Regions from separate parts of the Sus scrofa genome. Here region 1 is linked to region 2. A link is a contact called in public Hi-C data. All regions are on one chromosome and are shown on one strand. The core of a region is the stretch at or near the end of the contact, and the rest is flanking DNA. Distances in the headings are between cores, read along the strand shown.

What was found. A called contact is a pair of places that touch in the nucleus more often than the background predicts.
Region 1: a contact with region 2 is called in a Hi-C map of retroperitoneal adipose tissue, with 2.2 times the contacts expected there. The contact joins two enhancer-like sites. A contact is called at or near these places in 4 of 47 Hi-C or Micro-C datasets (fetal heart ventricle, mesenteric adipose tissue, retroperitoneal adipose tissue and 1 more) and 1 of 2 datasets of contacts at active chromatin or transcription factors (skeletal muscle).

Annotation. Positions count from the first base shown.
Region 1 is chr16:41,382,843-41,390,158 of Sscrofa11.1, reverse strand. No RefSeq gene overlaps it. Among named protein-coding and RNA genes, the nearest start is that of TRNAE-UUC, 130 kb to the right of the region's middle. Within about 2 kb of position 2,063, at least 15 of the 83 cell types and tissues checked have an H3K27ac peak or open chromatin away from gene starts, as enhancers often do. A contact at or near this core is called in retroperitoneal adipose tissue, where this site is marked.
Region 2 is chr16:41,291,750-41,298,671 of Sscrofa11.1, reverse strand. The region is part of intron 27 of IPO11 (importin-11); the gene reads right to left. Among named protein-coding and RNA genes, the nearest start is that of TRNAE-UUC, 36 kb to the right of the region's middle. Within about 2 kb of position 4,796, at least 8 of the 83 cell types and tissues checked have an H3K27ac peak or open chromatin away from gene starts, as enhancers often do. A contact at or near this core is called in retroperitoneal adipose tissue, where this site is marked.

The DNA.
Region 1 (7,316 bases), core at 814-3,313, 94 kb before region 2:
AAGTCTAGCACATAGACGTGGTTGTTTTGCCTCCCATACTCTTATCAAAAGTAAGGAGACCAGGACATGGAAACAATCCAAATGTCCATCAACAGATGATTGGATTCGGAAGAGGTGGTATATATACACAATGGAATACTACTCAGCCATAAAAAAGAATGACATAATGCCATTTGCAGCAACATGGATGGAACTAGAGAATCTCATCCTGAGTGAAATGAGCCAGAAAGACAAAGGCAAATACCATATGATATCACTTATAACTGGAATCTAATATCCAGCACAAATGAACATCTCCTCAGAAAAGAAAATCATGGACTTGGAGAAGAGATTTGTGGTTGCCTGATGGGAGGGGGAGGGAGTGGGAGGGATCGGGAGCTTGGGCTTATCAGACACAACTTAGAATAGATTTACAAAGAGATCCTGCTGAATAGCATTGAGAACTATGTCTAGATACTCATGTTGCAACAGAAGAAAGGGTGGGGGAAAAACTGTAATTGTAATGTATACATGTAAGGATAACCTGACCCCCTTGCTGTACAGTGGGAAAATAAAAAAAAAAAAAAAAAAAAAAAAAAAGTAAGGAGAGAAAATCAAGACGATTGATATAGAAGAGTAACAACTCTAATTCTTTCTCTAATCCTTTTGCTGTGGTCTAGCTACATAGTCACTGATCTAGCAGAAGCTTCTTCTGGAAGCTACACCCATTTCCTTGGTAAGGGCAGGATATCAGCAAAAGTCTAGTGAGATTAGCTCTCCCAACCACAGGTTAAAGCTCTGTTTACACATTGGCATCACCTGGAAAGCTGTGGCAACACACCAAGGTGTTTCTCACCCTCAGAGATTCGGACTGAATTTGTCTAGGGTGAGGCCTGGGACTCTGTATTTTGAAAGGCTCCACATATGATTCAAGTATGCAAAGAACCGACAGCCACTGGGCTTCAATCAAAAAACATAAGGGTTATCCCAGAGAGAACTTTGACTCAATTTATGACTTTAAGATGTTTGTTTCTTTGGGGCTGGCAATAACCCTAGCCAGCAATTATTCCAGGGAACCTTGCTCTAGCCACTTACTCACATTTAGAATTTTAAATTCAGCCCCAAAGCCTCAACTACCTCTGATATTGTGTCATGCAGATACAGCCTTGACACTGTGGGTGGCAGGATGAGAAGGGGGTGTATCTTGCTCTGGTTATTTCTGTTATGCTTGTCTTGGCACATTTCATGCTTCTCATTTATGGTCTTACCTTTACTTAGAATTTATTTCAGTGGTACCTATCATTACTGATTCTAGACAGTCCACCAACAACAGTTGGTTAAACACTAAAAAACATTCAAGCAAAGAAAGCATCATTTAAACTCCTCTCTCCTCGAGTAAGAATTAGATTGCATAAAAAGTGTAAAGAATCCTCAATGTTATTCTCTAGAGGTGTATACAGAGATCCAAGCCAGGGAGTGGTGGAGAAGGGGGTGGAGGTGGGGTGTGGAAGAAGGTCAGGGACAGCAGAGGAATAAGAGCCTATTAGGGGAAGAGTTTTCCAACAGTCAGGTTCTATAGTTCATGTCTCTAGAGCCCTGGCTGGAAGACCAACATCTGGCCAAGAAATAAGGAACTCCAGCCAGGGGAATGTCCTGGCTTCTGGTAGGCTTTCCTCTAGGGGGCCTAGTTAATCTGAAAATAGCTGGTGGCTGTGACTTCTAGTATGTGCTGCCACCTTCTGGAGAAGACCTTTATTTATCCTCACAGCAGTTCTTAGTAGAGTATGTCTCACAATTCAATTTACAGATGAGGAAACAGCCTCTTCCGGGCCAGTCACTCAACCTCGAGCAAGGTCAAACACAAATCCACATTTTCCAAGTTCAGTTTCTTTTCCAGAACCCCATACATAATTAAGATAACATTTTTTTTTTTCTTGAAAGCACAAATCTCATTCACAGAAGGATCACAGTAAAAGTAAATTTAAATGGCTGCTCTGAAATCACAGTAGAAGCCTGGCCCAGCATCCTTGGCTAGATTTCCAGGGTCTGGCCAAGTTCTCTGAGCAGCTGACAGCCTAGCTAATCCAACTGAGTTTTAATGAACTTGCTTCCCACCTCAGTGAAAAATAGTCATTGTTCTCAGTCAATAGAGACCTGCTGTCTGGGCTTCTTTCTCCTCCTGGCTCAGCCCAAATCTCTTACCATCAGACTCAAACCTCTTGCCAGCTGGGTCTGGCAGCAGCTAGGCCTCTCTTTCACAAGTTTATCTTTTATTTCTCCCTCAACTGGACAGCAACTCGCTCTGCTTCCGAAGATAACAACAGGGCAAGGTCCTGAAAGCACCATCTCATCCCCGCAGAGATGGGAAGTTCACACAGCTCTCTCCACACCAAGCCTCAGATACTACATTGAGAGTTGAGAAGACCCCGGCAGGGCCACCTAGACCCAATGGATCTTCAGAGAAGTCACAGAGTGAGTCATGAGTACCGAGAACTCACCGACATCGATGGGTAGATTCACGGAAGTAGAAGACGCCATGACACCACCACCACCGCCTATGCCTGCAGCAGTTTGTAATCAAATGGGGTTGGAGGGAGGGTGGAGACCAGTAGCTCTTGGCCTTCATTGTGCATCAGAATCACTGGACCCCATCCCCAGAAACACTGAATCAGGTCGTCTGGGGACAGGACTCAGCCGTCAATCCTTAACTAAAGATTCGAAGTGGTTCTAATGTGAAGCCAGGCTTCAGATCTATTATGGAGCCAGACAAATGCAACCAAAACAAGAACGGGATCTTCACCCATAAGAATGTGCCTCTGCCTTGCTGCCTCAAGAGGGCGCTAAACCAGCGAAGGCAGCTGTCCAGGTGTGGGATTTAAATTGCAAGAGAGTTGTTGAGAGGCAAGGCTGCAAAACTTAAAGAAAAGGCGCTCTGAGCCTGTCCGGGAGGAAATGGCCTGTGAAAGTCTCAGCCTTGGGAGAGGTTTGTGTGCTGGGGGCAGAAAAGACACACACCTGGGTCTGAGTGCAAGAGGCTCGTTGGTAGCTCTGAAACCTCTTATTTACAGTTATTATAAGCTGACTCAAGAAGCACTTGTGAGGTATTCATTGCAAAAATGAGTGTTTTTTGTTCACTGTTTTATTGATTTAAGGTTTTTCAAAGAGTAGCAGCTATGCCAACCATCCCCAAATTGTTCAAATCACAGTCGGTGGAGTACATTATTTTCCACCCTCTTCTTCACCATTTTGTCCAAAAGTATTAGATATAATGGCTTGTCTTTTGTTTGGAACTCAATATTCTTGAATTCTCAAGTGCCTTCTCCTGTGACTTTTGGTACAAAGCTCAACTTTGTCTGCTGGTAAGATATGAATAAAGTCCTTTAGGAAAATTTGCTCCTGGTCCTAAATATTAAATTGTATAGAAAGCCTTGGTGTTCCTGTCATGGCACAGTGGAAATGAATCCAATTAGGAACCATGAGGTTGTGGGTTCAATCCCTGGCTTCCCTCATTGGGTTAAGGATCCAGTGTTGCTGTGGGCTCTGGCCTGGGAACCTCCATATGCCGCAGGTGCAGCCCTAAAAAAAGTCCAAAAAAGACCCCCCAAAATAAATAAATAAATAAATAATTTTTTAATTGTATAAAATATTGGTCCTTGACTTGATTTCAGAAGAAATACAAATTTAAAATATAGAAATAGAATCATGGCCTTGGTATGTATGGTTCAGTAGTTTGAGCTCTTCAGAGAAGGAATTCTATAAAAATTTTACAAGTAGTCTCTTTCAAAGGAATGAGGGAGGTCCCTCTGTGATGGATGACTGAGAGGCATTAAGGTAATTCTCTGAAAGATTTCTTAAGTTTTTCTATGAGCCTCAAAAATAATAGAACCTCATTTTCTCTTTGTATGAAACAGAAGACTCTACCCGTCTTAAGGGTTGCAGTCATTTCAGAAGCACAAATAAGTAACCCTCTCCTATCAACTATCCTTTTGTTTCACACACACACATAAGTGAGATAGTCTTTATTGAACACCTTATGTTCATGTGGTATTTCTCTTATCCCATAATTCAGCACTTAGCTCATATTACCCCCCAGACAAAACTAAATTCTTTGAGAAGCCCTGAGTTTTTCTGTTAGTTCTTTCTGACTGTCCAAAGTTCGAGGCTCACCCCGAATAATTGTACAGTACATGTTGATGACTTCTGAGTCCTCTCCTAAGACTTAGAATAAAAGAGCACCCATTTCCTGATTGACAATTTACCCACAAAATCATAAACTCAGAGGATATTAATCATATATGCTTGCATATGTCATTAAAACATGTCTGTGAGCCCGCGTTTGCCACAAGCCGTCAAATTATACAAAACCTTGATAAGTCAGGAAAAGCAGAACAAGGCCAGCTTCCTATTTCAAATCAGTAATCACCCGCTGGAACCTACCAAATGCCAGGTACACAGCTCAAGGTCTAGAGTGGGAGACATAAAAAATAATAAGAATTTTAAAACAATGTAGAAAGGGCTATTAAAGGGGTATGCACAAGGGCTATGAGAAACCAAAAAAGAGAGGGACTCATGGATCCTGAATGAGCTGAGGAAGGCTTCCTGGAGGAGTTGACACCTGAGCTGGGTGTGGGAATGTGTGTCAGATTTAGAGGCACGATGCAGGGAGAGGCTGCATCTGTCAGGCCCAGGAGTGTGGGGGCTCTTCCAGGAATAGGAAATGTTCTGAGCAGCTGGAGTAGGAAGCATGGAGAGGAGGGAACTCCCAAGGTTTGGGATGCATTATATAGCCAAAAGGAAAGAGAGCCTGTGGAGGTTTAAGACAAGATGTCATATAACCAGATTTGGTGTCTAGAAAACGCCATCTGACAGAACTGTAGAGAATGAATTGAGGAGGAAAGAAATGGGTGAAGAAGCAAAGGGGCAGGCACAGCTCTCTCCCTTCCTTCCTCCAGAAGAGGTGCAGATCATTCCCACGGGTGTCACATAGTCACCAGGAAGCAACGCTGATGTATTCAAACCCTACTGCATTTTGACACCCACTGCATAGAACTCGATATAGGACAACTGATAGAGCCTTCAGAAGTAATTGTCCCATTTCTGTCCCAGACATTGCTTGTGCACAAAATACTCTACAATAAAATATGATGGCTCCCTGGCAAATATCCTGTATTGAGTTCTCCAGTTTCTCAGCACCCCGAAGTTCCAATGTCTCCCTTGACTGCTTTAAAATGACAACCTGCTTATCAGCTACTCTCATATTATCTGACAAGGTAAGAATTTGTTAACTCCTTCCAATGCCAGAAAAGATATCCAAGGGCATATGTCTCTGATCCTATAAACTGTGGCAACAGAGTTGGGATCCAATTTTTATAGTTCTGGGTGTCAAGCCTGTATCAGAGAGGATGAAATGCAGCAACCAAAGTTGTTCTCTTGAAATGAATTTCAGGAGAGCTAGAACTCTGCTCTCTATTCCCTTCTGGAACTGTGAAATTGCTTCCTTATCTTTTATCTTTCTTTTTTTCCTCAGGAAGAATGATTGAATTGATCTTCAGTTTCTCCTTCCTCCCTAAAGAGAGACCTATTGCTCCAATGGTGCTTTGAACCCATGCCTATTTTAAATGCTATCTCCCTGTGAAGCCAAAACAGACGCACCTGTCTTTCAGTTTAACCCCATGGGGTGGAGGGTGGGGGGCACAGAGTCAGAATCAAGTCTTTTTGGAGAAAGGAAAGATGAGTTTTCTACTTATTTAGGCTGGAAAACAAAAGACCATCTCCTGTCAGACAATGATAACACACACAAGAAAGCAGGGTCTCTCCTTGTCTCGATATCAGGCATCTCTGTGCTGGGGGCTGGCTCCTCACGGACCCATCAGGCCTGCTGTCATGTCTGGTTTTCTTGTCTGTCTTCCCCTCCACACCTCAAGCAGTGTCTGAGTCCAGCTCACTGCTGCACTGGCACTGCCTGTCACAGTGGATGGTGCACTGTCACGAGGATAATTTCAGTGAGAGCCTACTCCATCCTGGGCACTGTGTTGGCTGCTGCAGCTAGAGGTGGTGGCACTTAATTTACTCAACAAGCCTATTTTACATGTGGAAAGGTCCCCGTTTTACATATGGAAAACGGAAGCTCACAAAGTTACATACCCTGGAAGAGGTGGCAGGGGTTTGAGTTCAGTCCTTACGACCCCAGACCCACACCTTTTCCACTCATCACACTACTTCCAAAGGGGAGAATTGGTTGCTAAGTGAGACCTTCAATCTTGAGCTAATTCTCTGAAGTTCAAGTAGTGTGTGAGGACTGATTCACTTGACAAAATTACATTTTAAAGCAAAAGTCCATGAGCAAATTCACACTACTATATATAAAATAGATAAACAATAAAGACCTACTGTACAGCACAGAGATGTATATTTAATATCTTGTAAGAACCTATAATGGAAAAAATGTGAAAAAGGAAATACATATATGTACGCTATACTTCAATTTAAAAAATACACTGAAAAATGTCCATAAGCAAATTCAAACTTTCATTTAACTTGCACTATCAAATTTAAATTAAAACTTTTTTTCATTGGAAAAAAGTCCCCTCTAAGACCAAGGCAGAAATATTTTAGCACCACAAATATAAAAAACTCGAAGAATATATGACTCAAAGGATGATCCACAGACCAGCAGCAGCAGCTGAGACCTTTTTAAAACTGCAGAATCTCAGGGGCCATGATACTGGGTCAGATCTATATTTTAATAAAATGAGGTGATTTGTATGTTCATTACCACTTCAGAAGCACTGCCCTAGCCTTCTTACATCTTCATGGCATGTTCCCTAGTTACTAAGTTATTTATCTTACCATTCCCCTCCCCTCCTAGACTCCAGGCTGTCTTTACAAATGTAGGGTTTCCATAACTTCACCCTCGCCCATTAATATCAGTAGATTACATGGTGCCATGCCTATGTCTCCCTAAGAAGACTGATGGATTATTCAATACTTACAATTAAGCTCAGAGCCACAATCCAGTTATGAGGTACTTCAGTAAGCTGGTTCCACAAACTGAATCAGTAACTTAATCCAGTGGTTCTAAACCCTGGATTCACATTAGACTTCCAGAAAACACTGATGCCCAGGTTTCACCTAAGCCCAATTTAATACAATTTTAATGTATTGTAGAGGTAAGAGCCTATCCTAGCTTATCAATTGTAGTGTCCTGTGCCTAGGAAACATTCAGTAAGTGCCTGTAGAATGAGTAAATCCATTAAATTTGAAATCCTGTTATTTAACTAGTGACATTTATAGTCACTGATAATCCAGTTTTCATTCAAGTCACTTATCCAACTGGA
Region 2 (6,922 bases), core at 3,547-6,046:
TGGAAAGTCAAAACATGAGGAAACTGCATGAGAATATAAAAAATTTTGCTCCATGGGATCACAAACAAAATACAAAGAAAATGTGAACTTAGATACTAAGCCTTGGAATTAAGGCTAGAAATAGAATATCATAGAAGGTAGCTGGCAACGAGTAAGTTTTTCCAAAGCCAATATCCAAACTAAGAAGAGGCAAGGATTTATCCTCATGTACTGGGAACTCAAGAGATATGGAAAGATACAGAAATTAAAGAAAAGCATTATACACTACAACTACATACTACTTATGATAAAAAGAAACTACTTCTACTAAAATATATCTACTATACCACATGATGCCTCAGGAGTCAGAAACAACGAAATAAGGTGCATTTGGACCAGAAGCAAGCATTCTATCCATTTCTCTCACTCACGCACTTTCACCACCATATTTCTCTTTTAACCACAGGGCTTTCTGTGTTAAGGTATGCAGCCACAAGAGCCTACCAACTTCAGTAGAGTGACAGCTAGAGATAAAGAGTACATTTTAAAAACTATACTTGAGACACCATGATACTGAAAAAAGTGGGCCTACTACCTTATGACTATTGTTCCATAACTGTGAAATCATTAACAAAGTAGATAATAATTTGAGAAAACTAATGCATATCCCTTCCCACTCAGCTAAGGCCTCATCAGAAAGTCCAGTAACAGAAAAGAAAATACAATTTTTTTTTTTTTTTTTTTTGGCTTTTTAGGGCCACACCGATGGCATATGGAAGTTCCCAGGCTAGGGGCTGAACTGGAGCTACAGCTGCTGTCCTATGCCATAGCCACAGCAACAACAGATCTGAGCCTCCACTACAACCTGCACCACAGATCATGGCAACGCCAGATCCTTAATCCACTGAGTGAGGCCAGAGATTGAACCTGCATCTTCATGGATACTAGTCGGATTCGTTTCCACTGTGCCACAATGGGAAGTCCAGAAAAATACAAGTTTTAATAAAAAAAAAAAAATGGGTCTTAGGAGAAAAAAAATTAAGTTACTGTTCAGTGGGAAGCGGATATAAACAAAGCCTAACCAGTAAACAGAACAACCTTCTCTTTGGTTTCCCACATCCCATTCCTTTTCCTCTTAGTCCAAAGCAGCACAACATATCACAAGTCCATGCATGTGATTTCCAGTCTGGCCCAGGAACAGAAGACAAGCAAAGGAGTGGGATCCCTATAACAAGAAAGAACATTCAGTCCGATAGAATGTGGGGAAGTATATGCAGGACCAACCTGGTAGGAAGACTTAACGTCAAAACTGATTTTCAAAACCTTGTAAAAGGTTTCCTAGGCTTTCTTCTTGTTTTCAAAACTCTTTAAGGGTCACCAAGGGTAACTTATGGCTAAAGGGGGCAGGTGGGGGGTGGGGATGGGAGGGATGGACTGGGGGTTTGGGATTGGCATTGCATATTGGCCAACAGGGACCTACTGTATAACACAATGAACTCTACCCAATACTCTGTGATAATCTACGTGGGAAAAGAACCTGAAAGAGAATGGATGTGTGTATATGTATGACTGAATCACTTTGCAGTACAACAGAAATTATCACAGCCATGTAAATCAACTATACTTCAATAAAACTTGGGAAAAAATATGGCAAATTTTACTGTTTTTACTGTGGTGCAGGTAAGATAATGGAGTAGAAATGCCCTAATTACATGTGGATCCTCCTCATGTGGGTCCTCCTCCTTGACCTAAGTGGTGGTTAAAACAGGTTATCTACTTCTGTATGTGGTTTATAAAAGTTTTTTACAAAGTTGTGTATAGTCTAAGGGTAAAGACTTGCCCAAGCCAAAAGCCTAACATTTGATTTTTCCCTTACCTGCCACCCTGCAGCCAATCACCAAGGCACCTTCCAAAGTAGCTCTAGAACCTATCCATCTCCTCTGCTACTACCCCGGTCCAGGCCTCTCTAGTCCTGTGCCCTCCAAGAAGAGTGCACTTGCAGTTTGTATTTGCCAAATGCTAAATGTTTAAAATAATCATTAAATGTGCAGCCAGACAGCAGCCATTTGTTACTCTCAACAATGACTAAACTCGTTCCATGGCTCCCTGTTATCCTAGAGAAAGACATCAAATTATAACATCCTTTATCATCTGATCTTTCCAGTTGCAAATCTTACAACACCACTCACAACTCTAGTTGGACTGAATTTTATTTCCTAAAAAGCACTATTCTTTCTATTTCTTCAGCCCTTCTGATATGATATTACCTCTACCTATTAGATCCCTTTCACTGGGCTAATTTCTGCTTATCCCTCATGATCTGGTTTCAATGCACTTTTCTCATAAAGGCATCTCTCACTTCTATGTATTTTATCCAAGACAGTGCCTTCACGTCAAGTACTTACCACACCATACAGTAACCATGTGTCTGTCTCCTCCTCCACATTGTAAGCTCTACCAAGAATAGGAACCATGTCTATGCTATTCACAATTATAGTCCTAGTATCCAGGCAGCAGTATAGTAGGAAATTAAAAGCATGGGCTCTGAAACCAGATCTAAAAAGTGTCACAAGCTGGAGTTCCCATTGTGGCTCAGCGGGTTAAGAATCCAACTAGTATCCATGAGGATGTGGGTTCGATCCCTGGCCTCGCTGCTTAGTGGGTTAAGGATCTGGGACTGCTGCAATTTGCGGCTTAGGTCACAGATGTAGCTTGGATTCAGTGTTGCTGTGGCTGTGGCGAAGGCCTGCAACTGCAGCTCTGATTCGAGCCCTAGCCTGGGAACTTCCATATGCCACACGTGTGGTCTTAAAAAAAAGAAAACACGAAAAAAAAAGTGCCACAAACTGTCAGAATTTGGGACAGTTTCTTAAACTCACTCTGCCTAGGTTTCCTTACTTGTAAAGTGTAGGCAGATTACCTTATAAAGGATTAAATATTGTATGTGAAGTATTTAGCATAGTGCTTGGTATGCAGAGATGTTACCTATTATTACTTAATATAGCACCTATCAAAAAATATTTGCTGAATGAATACAGTATTCACAAATTATGAAAAACATATATTTATTAATACTAAGCTCATATAGTTCATTATATAGCCAAATAAAGTCTAAAATTCTATAAGGAGGCTTCAGCTTATTCATGTCCACAACTCTGAGGTTTTCTTATAGCCAATATTTAAATTACAGAGCAGAATGTTCAAAGAGAATGACCTGCGCTTCACTTTCAGGAACAATTTGTTTATGAAGTCGAATCTGCTCCAAACCAGGGCCTTCTAGAGAATTTGGAGAAGTGCTACAAAATGAAGCTGTTACATTATACCTTGCTGACTGATAAAAGCTGTAGTATTCAAGTCTATTGTCCCCTGAGTTTTCTGGTGCCTTTAGTTTTTGTTTAAACTGAACAACTTTGTAGATCAAAAAAACGATTAAAACACAAGCTAAAATAAAAAAAGCTAGCAAAATGTCAAAAGCCTCATTCAACTTTTCAACTTCTTGTGTACAAATTAGGGATGTTTTCCCTGACACCGAAGCAGCATCAACTGGTAGAGCACTGTTTTTTTCCAAGTTCAAGTTAACAGGAGAAGTAAGCTGTATCTGCACAGGTAACACTGCAGTAGTCTCTAATGGATTACCAAAGGCATTCTCTTGAAAAAATCTACTGGCAGGTGAAGTACGAATTCGTTCCCAGAAAGTAACGCTTTCATTGTTTTCCAAATGTTTCCCATCTGTGGTTATTCTATGCCAGGCCATCATTAACGCAGTGGTCTTGTGATGAATATGGAGAGATTTTATAGCCCAAGCTCTGGATGCATTTGTTGAAGATGTAACACAATTTGTAAAGTCAGTCCATTTAATATAATGCAATGCTCTGCCACGCATGGATGGGGGACTCTGACAATAGATGTTTAGAGTAATGGCGGAAGATGCTAGCCAGTCGCGAAGACCCAATAGTTTGCAGTTACATTCCCAAGGATTAGAATTTGCCTGAAGATGAGTCAATGAAGACAATGGCTTAAGGACCCTTGGATGTAAGTCTGTAAGATTATTAAATGACAAGTTAAGGATCTTCAAAGATGCTCCCATGTTTTCAAATGTATCATTATCAATACTGATTATTCTGTTTCTATCTAATTTAAGGTAAATTAAATTCTTTAACAAGCTAAATGTGTCAGAATTTAAATTTTCTAAATCATTATGACTTAAAATCAGATACCTAAGATTATTAATTCCATTAAATCCATTCCTAGTAACATTTTTAATTCCTGAATTTTTTAGGAGGAGATATTCCAAGTTGACAAGTCCCTTAAATGCAAAGGGCTGTATTGCTTCAATATGGTTATGAGACAAAGAAAGTCTTTTAAGACTCTTAAGTATTTCAAAAGCATTTGAAGGTACTTTTGTTAAATTATTGCCTTCTAGATACAAACAATTCAGGTTTTCAAGGTGTTGAAAGCCTGAGTCTGATATCCTCAAAATTTTATTATTTGATAAATCAAGTATCCGAAGAGCAACCATACCAACAAACGTACCACTCCCAAGGATAGTGAGGCGATTTCTCTGTAGATTTAAGTACTGAACTGAAACTAGATCATGAAACACTCCTCTTGGAACAAAAGATATTTGATTAGACTGTAAATATAAATTACGAAGATTGGAAAGTCCTTCAAATATTCCAGGATCCAAGCGTTTTATAAAATTATTATTTAAATATAGAAAATAAAGATGCCTCAAATGAACAAAAGCTTTTGGATATACATACACAATGCTGGAATTATCCAAATATAATGCTATAAGAGAATGAAGTCCAGTTAACTCATTTTCATTTATATGAGATATATTATTTCCAGTCAGATACAGAAAAACTGTACTTTCAGGAAACTTCTTAGGAATGCTTGAAAGGCCTAAGTTACGGCAGTTAATTTGTCTCCCAGTGCAGAGCTGGCAAACAGACGAACATCCAAGTATCTCTTTATGGAACAATAATACAAGATAACAGGCAACAAGTAGAAACAGTCGGAGGCAAAGGAGAGAAAAACGTACTCCACACATAGCCCTGTTCTTGGTTTTTCTGTTCATATCAAATTTGTCTATAAAAAGAAAAGGTAAAACTTTAAATCATCACAAAGTTCTTTAAATGAAAGTTTTATACTACTAGAAATACTGTACTGTATTTTATTAGGATCAGCCAATAATACTAAATATCATAAATCATACAATGGTGATAACATAAAACAATAAATTTGAAATATGTTCTAGAATTATTAGCAGCTCCAAGCCTTTAAGCCACTGTTTGACAAAATGATGATTCAAATTTAATGAACTGCAAAATAAAATGTTTTCTAAGTTAATTTAAAATATTACAATTGACTATAACAAAAGTGACAAATGATGATGCAGGGACAAAGATTTTGAATATAATATGTCCCTTTATCAACTTAAAGTCTAACATCAATTAAACAACAGTATAATTTAGAAAAACACAAATTCATTACAAAACAATTAAAATCTCTTTAAACTACAATATTTTACAAACCAAATTATTTTTGGTTTCAGCTAAAAGTTCATATGTAAATAAATAATCTTACCAAGAACAGGAAATTCATATTATTAACACTCGGATGATTCAAATAAAGGTTTTCTTTCTAAATCTGAAGAACATTTCTAAACTGCATTTCTTTTTGTGGTGCTGTTGACTTCCACCCCTCAACTTTTTTTTTTTTTTTTTAAAGTCACAATTTGCTCAGGAAACACCACTCTTCACATTGGTTCCTCCACACTCAGTGTGTAAAACAGAGGTTGCCATGGATACAGGAAACTGAGAGACAGGAAGTAATGTTATCTGTGTTTCAAAAGTATTGTTAAGAGGAAATCTCAGGAACTTATTTTTTCAAAATGTGGTTCACTTGAGTTTTCCTAATGCACAACTAAATATTTCATAACTTTAAAAATAAAAGTATTTTTTTAAAACATGAAAAACTTTAAATATTCAGAATTAACAAACTTTACATTTATCAACAACAAACAGCTATCAAGTGGAGAAAGCAAGTTCAAATAAGATGTAAATAGAGTAATTTTTGTGATTTTCTAAATGCATAGAATATTTTATACTATTTGAATATATAGTAAATTTCAATTTTGTTTTATTCCTTAAAAAAATGGCAGCAAAAACAAGTAACTTAAAATGGTGAGCAAAAATACTGCTATACACTATCTCTTGTGTTCTTATTTATTTATTTAATTTATTTATAACTCTTTTTTTTGGCCATACCCTGTGGCATGTGGAAGTTCCTAAGCCAGTAACTGAACTGCTACAGTGACAATGTTGGATCCTCAACCTGCTCTGCCACAAAAGAACTCTCTGTACTCTTCTTCTGTAATTAAAAAAAGATTGAACATGCAACCCACATGTTTTTTGCAGCACTATTTGCAATAGCCAAGACATGGAAACAACCTAAATACCCATCAACGTTTACAGATGGCCAACAAGCACATGAAAAAAATGCTCAACATCACTAATTATTAGAGAAGTGCAAATCAAAACTACTGAGGTACCACCTCACACCTGTCAGAATGGTGATCATTAACAAGTCAACAAATAACAAATGCTGGAGAGGATGTGGAGAAAAGGGAACCCTCCTACACTGTTGGTGGGAATGTAAATTGGTACAACCACTATGGAAAAGAGTATGGAGGTACCTCAGAAAACTAAATATACAACTACCATATGACCCAGCAATCCCATTCTTGGGCATATATCCAGACAAAACTTTCGTTGAAAAAGACACATGCACCCCTATGTTCGTTGCAACATTATTCACAATAGCCAAGACATGGAAACAACCTAAATGTCCACTGACAGATGAATGCATTAAGAAGATGTGGTATACATACACAATGGAATACTACTTAGCCATAAAAAAGAACAAAATACTGCCACTT